3 separate regions of the Mus musculus genome follow, and regions 2 and 3 are each linked to region 1. The links are chromatin contacts, called in public ChIA-PET and Hi-C maps. All regions are on one chromosome and are shown on one strand. Each heading gives the region's core, a stretch centred on a gene start, on an enhancer-like site or on the middle of the called end of the contact. The rest is flanking DNA. Distances are from core to core; before and after follow the strand shown.

Region 1 (3,402 bases), core at 465-2,964:
ACTTCTAAATGGCAAGATGCATTTGTTGACTTTTGAGGCCTTGAGTCTTGAAAGGCTAGGAAATGTAGCCATTAGATGTTGGAGGGCTCTGGGGGTTTTGTTTTGTTTTGTTTTTTTGTTTTTTGAGACAGGGTTTCTCAGTGTAGCCCTGGCTGTCCTGGAACTCACTTCATAGACTAGGCTGGCCTTGAAGTCATAGCCTCTGCCTCCAAGTGCTGGGATTACTAGTCGCACCACCAATCGGCTATCCGGCTATGCTAAGGCTTTCTTAGGGCAATGAGTGAAGCCAGGGACAAGAGCACCCCTATCTTTGTGACACCTCATACAATATGAGGAACTGGGTTGAGGGAGGCGTCTGTGGCAGTTTCATGGGGACCACCTGATACGAACATCTTCTTTTTTTTAATGTCTTTTAAAAAAAGATTTATTTATTTTATGTATATGAGTACACTGTAGTTGTACAGATGGTTGTGAGCCTTCATGTGGTTGTTGGGAATTGAATTTTAGGACCCCTGCTCGCTCTGATTGGTCCCACTTGCTCCAGTAGCCCTGCTCATTCTGGTCAACCCAGCTCGCTCAGTCCCTGCTCGATCCAGCTCAAAGATTTATTTGTTATTATAAATAAGTACACTGTAGCTGTCTTCAGAAGAGGGTGTCAGATCTTATTATGGGTGGTTGTGAGCCACCATGTGGTTGCTGGGATTTGAACTCAGGACCTTCGGAAGAATAGCCAGTTCTTCCGCTGAGCCACCTCTCCAGCCCCTGATATGAACTTCTAGGGTCAAACTGGCACTGGTGAACTGTGAGCCAACTCCTCACTCCATACCAGGAGCTGTAGCCACCATCATGAGGCTAGACCCCTGGTGGGTGGTCTAGCTCCAGGTCAGTTGCACTACTCTGAAAGATGATTGTCACACTGTTGTTGAACTGTGGCCCGAAAACCAGCATCAGAGACCTGGAGGGACTTTCCAAGCCCTTGAGTGGCTGAGGCACTGTTCTGCTGTAGAAGCTGAGCACCTCATACTTCCGGGGTGGGGGTGGGGGTCCGTTTAGACCTGGGGGAGGGAGGGCGAGGCTGTCCTGCTCTGGATGCTCAGCTTTTGTTTAGTAACTGGTTGGCTTCTCCACTCATATACTAATTTGGGGAGAAAAAAACCAAACAAGAAAAACCAAAACAAGCTTCCTTTTGAGTCATTGTGATCGGTTCCGGAAAAGGTTATGTCACAATCTCTACTTTTATCAGTGTTCCCCAGTGACCAGGAGGAAGCAGTCAGCCCGGACTCCTGGAGGCTGGGATGAATGGTCCAAGTAGCATCTGTTGGGATAGGGTAAGCCGGGTCTCTAGCAAAGACAAGAGGAATATGAGACAGCAAGGGCACACCGAGGAACTGCTGTGTACAGGACATGGTCTAGGTGATGCCTTGGGTACAGGTCAGAGGTCAGTCCCTTTGCGCTGTGGAAGGAGATGGCTGGAATTGTTTTCTTCTTAAAAAAAAAAAATCAGGACAAGGGATCAGGACTAGGATCCATGAGGCACCTCACTAAGGACGTCACTGGGGTTTACTAAGGTGGAGAGAGGGGGAGGGGATGGAGTGTGTGTGTGTGTGTGTGTGTGTGTGTGTGTGTGTGCGCGCGCCTGTCACTCAAGAGTGAGTGCAGTAGATGTTGAGTTCCTGTCTGCTTCTCTGGCCTGAAAGAGGAAGTGGGCACTTTTGTAGACCCAGGATCCGTATAGGACAAGACCTTTCTGCTGAGGTCTCAAAGCCTGCCGGTGCTGCTGGAACATGGGAGTTTCATTTCCTGAAAAAGTCTTAAGAGGTCTGAACACAGCAAGGGGCTGGGTATCCCAGAAGACAGACCCTTTGTGAACAGGTGGGTGGCACCCATTTGCCTAGCTGGGGGAATCCCTGTAAGGGCCATCAGGTAATGATCAGATGTGTCAAAGCACTGGCCTGGCTGGGCCTGAATGTTCATTCTCTGGGGGAAGCCATGAGAAAAGGTTTAGAGACACAGGACTACTTCTGGATGAGGGACTTGAGCGGTCCTCTTCTTTTACCTGGGCTGGGATGAGACTGCCCCTACCTTGGGCTCTGGGGCTCTGGGGAAGATCTACAGAGTAGAAATCCCCCAGAGGGTGCTGGGAACAGTGGTACCCATTGCCAGCTGGGACCAAGTCCATCCGACAGGGCTTGAGATGCGTCTTGAAAGCGTTTGGCACACAGAGATGGGCGAACTGGTTCTTGGCATCTGCCATTCCTGTATCCACTGAACTCAGCCCCTCAGGTGACAGAAAAATGACAAGATGCTTGGCTTGAAAATGAGAGACATAGGGAAAAACTCTCAGGAAGAGCCTTGCAGAACACAGGTGCTTGAGGCCAAAGACCACCTGCCAAGAGCATCCAGCTCTGGAACTGGGGAACACGCCATGCCTTAGGTGAGCCAGCATGAGTGGGCTTACCAGTAGCCTAGCATTAGAAGGCTAGGAGATTATAGCCGCTCCATCCCCTGGCAGTTACAGGAGGTCTTGGGAGGGACCAGGCATTAAAATGAAGTTCCTAGCAGGTAAGTGCAGGCCAGGCCAGGTGTCCTCCCAGGATCTCACTCTTCTGCTGGGCTCTCCAGGACCCTAAGGACAGTGTGGCAGCACAGGCTGTCTTTTCATGAGTGGTTCCCAGCTTGATATTCCAGAGAGGGGCATGAGTTGCTCTGACCACATAATCACAAACGGTTGCCCAGGCAGAGGTCAGCAGGGCTGGATTTTGGGAGAATCCTGACTTTGATCCAATGCAACTGGCAAACACTACCAAGGACCTAGGCACTGCACACTGCTCCCCAGCACAGTGGCCCTTAGAGGAGTGAGGAGAGTCATCCAGATCATGTGATGTTCGGGATGGTCCTTCACCTGCCTGCCCTGACTCCTCGGCCCCTCCCCTCCCCTGCACACTGTGGCAATACTGACTACAGGAGGTAGAACCTGACTGGCAGCACCCAGGTGCCTCCAGGAGTGTGCTGAGTTCTACTGCAACAGTTGGCAGGCACAGTAAACCTGGCTGTGTTCTCTTTAGTTTGGTTTGGAGAGCAGATTTCCCAGGTCGCCCTGCTCTCTGCTCTCTGCCATCCATCAGGGCTAGGCAACCTCCCCAACTATGCATCTAGGTCTTGGCATGTCCCATTGACCATACAGCTTCACCTGTCAGATCCCCTGACCAACTGGCCAGGGAGTCTTCTTACGTTACAGCCCTGTCCTTGGGGCTGTAGGTTAAGTCCATGAATGAGCTTTTAAAAAAATGGTCCAGTCCAAAAGCCCCATTGGCCCTGAACAGCATGCCTGTGTTCTTTTGAAGCTCACTTGATAAAGAGAATTTTTTATCAGTTCTGTTAAAACAACAACAACAACAACAA
Region 2 (3,402 bases), core at 371-2,870, 330 kb after region 1:
TGCATCCACATGCAGTAAAACAGTCCTTTCCATACTTTTAGCAGTTCATCTGGAGTGAAACCACCTGCATCACAAGAGCAACAGTGAGACTTAGTGAGCCCTGGAACCTACCTTCCCGAGCCAGGAAGGAAACATGACTGCCTGAACTACTCTTAACAATAATACGACTGGGGGCTGGCGAGATGGCTCAGCGGGTAAGAGCACTGACTGCTCTTCCAAAGGTCCTGAGTTCAAATCCCAGCAACCACACGGTAGGTTACAACCATCCTAATGAGATCTGATGCCCTCTTCTAGGGTGTCTGAAAACAGCTACAGTGTACTTATTTATAATAATAAATAAATCTTTGGGCCAGACGGAACAGGGACTGAGCGAGCTGGGCTGACCTCAGTGAGTGGGGCCAACTGGAACGAGCAGAGGTCCTAAATTCAATTCCCAACAACCACATGAAGGCTCACAACCATCTGTACAGCTAGCTACAGTGTACTCATATACATTAAATAAATAAATAAACCTTAAAAAAATATGATTGGGCAGCCAGCCCCGCCCTCAAAACATTCTCCAACAGAACTGCCATAACGGTGCCTGGAGGAGCCCCTCCCCCCAACCCTCCAGTAACTCCATGCACCAGCAAGCAGGTATCAGTCCCATAGAGTTAAAGAAACCCAACACTTTCGGGACCGGGAGATGGCCCATTGTTAATGCAGTGATTAATTAAGCCAGTGTCAGACCAAGGAACTGTAGCTATACTATGACATTTCGGAGATTAAATGGTGAAAGTTATTCATTCCGGCTAGCAAAGGACATCACCACCATTTAGCGAGGCGCATCCCCCAAGTTGGGGTGCTCTGACTAGAGCGTGAAAAACTGCGCTGAGACACTTCCCAAAGCATACAGCCATGACCTCGGCCAAACCACCGCTCAGGGAATCTATAATTTGCATCCGCGGAGGGATATCCAAAAGCAAAGGACATCGCCACCATTTGGCGAAGCGCATTCCCCAAGCTGGGGTTCTCTGACTAGAGCGTGGAAAACTGCCTTGAGACACTTCCCAAAGCATACAGCCGTGACCTCGGCCAAACCACTGCTCAGGGAATCTATAATTTGCATCTGCGGAGGGATATCCAAGAGACGCGGAGGCTGCTGAAAGGGGTCGCTCACTGAGGACCAGAAGCACAGAAACCGCTCTGCAAAAGGACATCCTGGGAACGGGGTGTCGAGAACACACCTTTAAGAACACGGGACACCAGTAAAGGCCGGCGGAAGAGCACCAGCAAGCTACAGAAGGAAGAAAAGCGGGCAGACCGATCGGGTCAGCCTAAGCCAGTAGAACAGCAGACGAAGGCCGGATCCTGCGGGGCCCACGCAGCGGAGCTCGCCTGCCCTCCCGCCCGCGTACCTGTCGCCCGCTGCGACCTGGCCTCGATGTACTTCCGCAGCTTCCGCAACGCGCGGTCCCGCGTCACCTGTTCATTGCCCGCCAGGCGCTGCGCCAGCTGGATCTCCGGCGGGAGCGGCACTCCGGGAACCATGGTGAGGAGAACCCTGAGACCACGCACTCGACGCTTCCGCTGGGGCGCTCGAGTGACGACACGCGCTCGTCACCACTGAACGTCACACTGAGGCGACACAACCCAGCTAGACGTCAAACGTCCTGGACGATGCTGGCGTACGCTACCGCCTCTCAGTGGCCGAGAGGCGCAACTGCACCCTGCAGGGAGGAGGATGGTCTGGTGTAAGCCTAGGGCATCTCTGATTCTTGAAAAGGTTAAAGCATTGTCTTGGGTTCGCCCTCCTCTTTACTGCAGCAGGAGTGGCTGTATTACAAGAAGATCGTGATGTGGCCCAGCTTGTCCTCAACTGTAACACTTAGCAGGACTGCGTGGAGCTGCCCTTGGCTCAGCATCCTGAGCCATGTTGGGGTGTGGGGTGTGGGTGGGGGGAGGTTGGGTGTGTGCATGAACCCTGCAACGCCGAGAACTACGAGCTTTACCCGAAACACTTTACCTGATCCCTAACACCTTAGTCCTCAGGGAAATCCACCCCACCAAGCCTCTTGTAGAGCATCCACTTTCCTGGAAAGAGAAAAGCAAGAAGGCTGTCAGGATCCAGATTATGGGACAGGGTGCAGGTACCTATCATGAAGGTAGGCAGGCAAATACACTATAGAAAGCACAGTGAGTGTGCAAAACTTGAGTGTGCCCTGGTTCATGAAATGTGTGGTGACAATCGTTTGGGACACTATTGGGAAAATTTTTCCATATAGCCCAAGAGCTGAAATGTCAAATTAGAATACAAAACAATTACAGGTTTCATTGGTGTGCCCAAGACCACCAGAAGTCTGATGACTTGCTGGGGGAAATTTCCAAGACCAGTGGACGTTTGGACTTAGTGGTACCATAACATTGCCAGTTCGTTGCTACACCATAGGCCAGCTAAGCCCAGGATTAAAGTGTCAGGCAAGGAAGGTGGCTGTATTTGAAAAGCTAGATGCTGGAAAAAATGGGAGGGATGGTTGTTGAAAGTCTGACTGAAGAGGAATAAGCAACTGGGGTGGGAGAGGGCATGTCTAAGCACTATTACAGGAACATAGACAATTCTGTATTTTCTATAACATCAGAATTTACTGAATAACAAAAAATTTGATAGACTACATCAATGTTATGGCCACGCTTTTTAAAGTCAACCCAGTTTCTTTGACTTAGGCAAGCTATCTCTTGTTGCTGTTGTTTTATTTATATGAGTACGCAGTTACTGTCTTCGGACACACCAGAAGAGGGCATTAGATCCCATTACAGATGGTTGTGAGCCACTGTGTGGTTGCTGGGAATTGAACTCAGGACCTCTGAAAGACCAATCGGTGCTCTTAACCGCTGAGCCATCTCTCCAGCCCTAGGCAAGCTATCTTAAACTACTAATATTAATGGTCAGACTCTACTTACACATCACACAGTAAATATATCCACCTATACATATGTGTATATGCCAAGTCCTGCTAGGCTTGAGTACTGAAACCCCAACTGGGAGAAGTAAAGAAATACAGGACAGACACACAGACAGAAAAGGTGGGCTCAGCTTAGGTGTGAGCACTCTGATTGGGACACTCACTACCATTGCAACTTGGAACCTCAGGTTGTTTATTATGTACCAACTAGGAGGAGGAGGATCTGGTCCTAAACATCCAGTCATGGATGCTTTTTAAGTCTACAAGTCTCAAGCACAAAGATGGTAATTAGTGCCTTAGTTAGGGTTTCCATTGCTGTGAAGAGACACCATGACCAAAGGCAACTCTTATAAGGACAACACTTAATTGGGGCTGGTTTAGAGGTGCAGAGGTTCAGTTCATTATCATCAAAGAGGGAACCTGGCAGCATCCAGGCAGAGACGGTTCAGGAGGGGCTGAG
Region 3 (3,402 bases), core at 516-3,015, 260 kb after region 1:
CTCAGCCCAGCCCTAGAGCAGCAGAAACTTCTTAATGAGAAGACTAAGCAGCTACGGGGCTCATGTCAGACGAGTCAGCAAGATGCCGCTGGCCTAATGTGGCCGGTCACACCCAGAGACAAGCTGTTCAAACCTCGCCACCCACAGAATGAGATGGGAAACATCACAGAGGTATGCAAAGGCCAAAATGTGGTTCAGAGTCTGTCAGCGTTTGAGAGAAGGGAAAGTAGTGTGGGGTACACACAAGGAATGCAGGGAAAGCAGCCATTGCTCTGGCAAGAGAGAGAGTAGGGGATGCCAAGGGTCCAGCACTGGATCTGAAAAAGCAGTGACACTGCAAAGCCGTCGGAGAAGGGAACACACACAGTTGGTACCAGCTCCATCCTCTGAGAGGCTGGACCAGTTAACCAGCACCAACTTGTTAGGAGTGAGCTTGGATTAACGATGCCATTCTAACTCCTGAAACAACAATAAACTTCCATCTTTGCTCATCCCATACTATACAAAGATCTTACTATGCCCTACCTGCCTCCAAGTGGGCCAGAGACAGATGTATACAGATTTTTACTACCCTGACTGGGCTGGAGGAAATCAGAGTCCCTTTGCTCTTCATTTAAATTCTGGCTGTGGAGATTTGTGACATAATCCAGGACAAGTGGCTAGCCTTGCTCCTCAGACCCCAGTGTGTTTCAGAGTCTGTTAGCACAGAGTCGCAGCTATATGCCCCAGAAAAGAAGTAAACAACTCCTCTACTGCAGTAGATGCTCCTTTTGTAACTTCTGAAGTAGATCAGTTACTTTCTGTTCAGTTTCCCCAGTCCCCTAGAACACACAGGCACTGTCCTTCCCAGGTGCTGGGCCTGTTATCTGGGAGCAGCTTAGGGTGAGACAGAGACCTCCCTTCATTTCCAGCATCCCTCCCATCTTCCTTCCCTAGGAGACACTGTATTTAACCCACTTCCCACCAATTCCACAGGCAACTTCTAAGACCTAGACCTTCTGCCCTGCTGCTGTACAGATAAGAGCAGGTGGGGGCCACACACAAGGCCTCCAGTAGGTCCAGACTGAGTTAGGTCAGACATCCAGCTGACATCCACCTGCTGAACATAGCCATGCTGAGGAGCACATGCCACCAAGACCAAAGAGAGGCTGGCAAAGCCATTGCATGTAACTGCCTTTGGAAACAACGTAATTACAAAGCACAGAGTGTGATACTAGGAATCAATCTTATAGGCTAAATCCTAAAGTTGGAAGGAGTCCTGCTTACCTAATAAGGGGAAGGGACAGTAAGGGAGTGATCAAAGTGCACAGAGACCCCTTTGAAAGGGGCACAGTCCATTTCCCAATGTCATCGAAGCAGAAAGAGCTGCTTCCACTCAGTTCCAACAGCCACCAACCCAGCACCCCCAACCGGCACCCTGTGTCCAATCCCAGAATCCAAGATCTTGGCTCTGGACGAGTCATTCCAATCTGTCTCAAATCCAAGTAGCCTTCTCGTTTCCCAGGAAGAAGAACCCAGTCTCTTAAGTATTCTCTTAGAGAAGACTTTCCACACTGCTTTAAAAAGTTAGGTTTGAAAGGCCATTTCTAAAATCATTTCCCTGTGCCCCTAAACTTCTCTCGAAGTTAAAAAGGAAACCTGAATATATTTTCCACCCAGCTTAAGTGTTCACAATCCTCCTGTCGTAGGTACCTGGGGTCAACTGCTCCGGGGCTCCAGGCCCACCGTGGACAGGTGTTTTCCTCCAGAGGCTCTGGTTACTGAATGACCCCAGCGCCTGAGTGAAACGTGGAAATTCACAGTCGGCCTTTGGTCTCAAACGCCAAAGTCAAGAAAAAAAAAAAACAACAACAACCGAGCCCTCGCACCTTCCTCCAGGGCGTCCCACCTGCAGCCCTCCCTCCGCGTTGAGCAAGCAAAAAAGTGAAACTAGCCCACAGGGCCCCGAAATCAGGCATGGGGGGCTCCCCCAGAGCGAGGAGCCGGGAGCCGAGCAAGGTTCCCCCCGGAGAGGGGCCCCAAGGCCGCCCAGGCCCTCTCGTCGGGCCCCGCATCCCCATCTCTACCCGATCGCCCGCATCCCCAGGCCGCCGCGCACCCCGCACAGCACCGGCGGGCCGGGCAGGCCGCACAGGGGCCGGGCGGGACCCGGAGCCTCCAGGCGCCGCGCTCTCCAGGCCGCGCGCCCCGCGGAGCGCAGCCGGCCACTGCGGCGGGGCCCGGCGACCGCGGGCGGGGGACGACCTCCGGCGGCTCGGCCGGGCTCGGCGCGGCTCACCTGCACTCCACCTGCTGGTCGCGGTTCTCGCGTCGGGCGCGCGCGGCCTGGGCCCGGCCCGGCCCTGCGTCGGGGCCTCAGCGAGTGCGGCGCCCGCCGCCCCGGGCCCCCATCGCCGCCCTCCGCCTCGGCGCCGCCGCCACTTCCTGTGCGCGGCGATCCCACAGTTCCGCCGGCGCGGGACGCCAGGCGCGGGGACGCGGGGACACGCGCGGACCGACGCGCGGGGGAGGAGTCGCGGCCCGCGGCGCAGCGGCGACCGCCTCGGCCAACGGACAGCAAGCGGGGGAGGGGACGCGAGGCGCGCCCCGCGGGAGCAGCCTCCACCCTCCCTGGCCAGCGGGATGTTCCTAGACCCAGTCCGACTCCCTTTCAGCTGCCTGCGGTCCTCCGGAGTCCCACTGGGGTGTTCCTGGGCCCAGCTTGAATCCCCTCTTTTAGCCCACTGAAGTCCTTCTGGGGTACTGCGGTGTTCCTGGGCCCAGCCTGGATCCCCTTGTCCCCCTGAAGTTCTTCGGGGTGTTCCTGGGCCGTACTTGGACCCCCGATGGTTCCCTGGAGTCCTCCTGGGTTGCCTCCCCCAAGAACTGGAATATTCCTAGGCCCAGCCTGGATTTGCCTCCGTTCAGCCTCCTGAAATCATTCTGAGCCTCAGCCTAGACCCCTTCCCAGTCCCGGAGGTCCCCTTGAGACCCAGGATGTTTTGATGGCTCAGGTTAGACTCCCCTTCCTTCTGAGTCCTCCTGGGGACGCCTGGAAATTTGGGGGTTCCCCGCCAATTAATTAGACCCCATTTCCCTTATCCTCCTGGACCCCACTCCCAACACACACCCCATCCTGCCCCCAAGTAAGGATCCCATCCTGGAATCCTGTAGGATTGTCCCCAGTGCCTGGTAAGGCACCAGGATCGCTTTTCACTCCCACGTGCTGTACCCTTTGATTTATTTATAGTTGGCAACTGACTAGCAACATTGTATCCACAACCAATCCAGGAGGAAACCTCAATTAACCTAGTCCAGGGTCTTCCTAGGGTCAGCCTTGGGTCAGAAGAAGGTCAGGACCCTCTTCTCTAAGAAGCCTGTTCCGTCCATAGTGAGTCATCGGATCTGAGGACCAACAGCCAC

What was found. A called contact is a pair of places that touch in the nucleus more often than the background predicts. ChIA-PET counts read pairs in DNA pulled down with a chosen protein or histone mark.
Region 2: a contact with region 1 is called in an RNA polymerase II ChIA-PET map of memory CD8 T cells, with 44 read pairs. The contact joins the promoter of Rrp1 here to the enhancer-like site in region 1. A contact is called at or near these places in 3 of 39 promoter capture datasets (the 3T3-L1 cell line, embryonic stem cells and pre-B cells), 3 of 115 datasets of contacts at active chromatin or transcription factors (memory CD8 T cells, microglia and thymic regulatory T cells) and 2 of 9 other capture datasets (adipose tissue and liver).
Region 3: a Hi-C map of B cells shows a contact between it and region 1, with 6 read pairs. The contact joins the promoter of Agpat3 here to the enhancer-like site in region 1. A contact is called at or near these places in 1 of 39 promoter capture datasets (the C10 cell line), 1 of 484 Hi-C or Micro-C datasets (B cells), 1 of 115 datasets of contacts at active chromatin or transcription factors (memory CD8 T cells) and 1 of 9 other capture datasets (liver).

Annotation. Positions count from the first base shown.
Region 1 is chr10:78,085,582-78,088,983 of GRCm38.p6, forward strand. No RefSeq gene overlaps it. Among named protein-coding and RNA genes, the nearest start is that of Gm30039, 5.6 kb to the right of the region's middle. Within about 2 kb of position 1,715, at least 125 of the 459 cell types and tissues checked have an H3K27ac peak or open chromatin away from gene starts, as enhancers often do. A contact at or near this core is called in B cells, adipose tissue, memory CD8 T cells and 2 more, where this site is marked.
Region 2 is chr10:78,411,423-78,414,824 of GRCm38.p6, forward strand. Rrp1 (ribosomal RNA processing 1 homolog (S. cerevisiae)) reads right to left here and starts at 1,621. Exons shown (of 13, transcript NM_010925.2): 1 at 1,398-1,621; 2 at 1-64. The coding sequence starts at 1,530.
Region 3 is chr10:78,349,935-78,353,336 of GRCm38.p6, forward strand. It overlaps Agpat3 (1-acylglycerol-3-phosphate O-acyltransferase 3), which reads right to left and starts at 1,766. Exons shown (of 10, transcript NM_053014.3): 1 at 1,693-1,766. Gm40709 (a long non-coding RNA gene) reads left to right here and starts at 2,549. Exons shown (of 3, transcript XR_871856.3): 1 at 2,549-2,993; 2 at 3,230-3,402.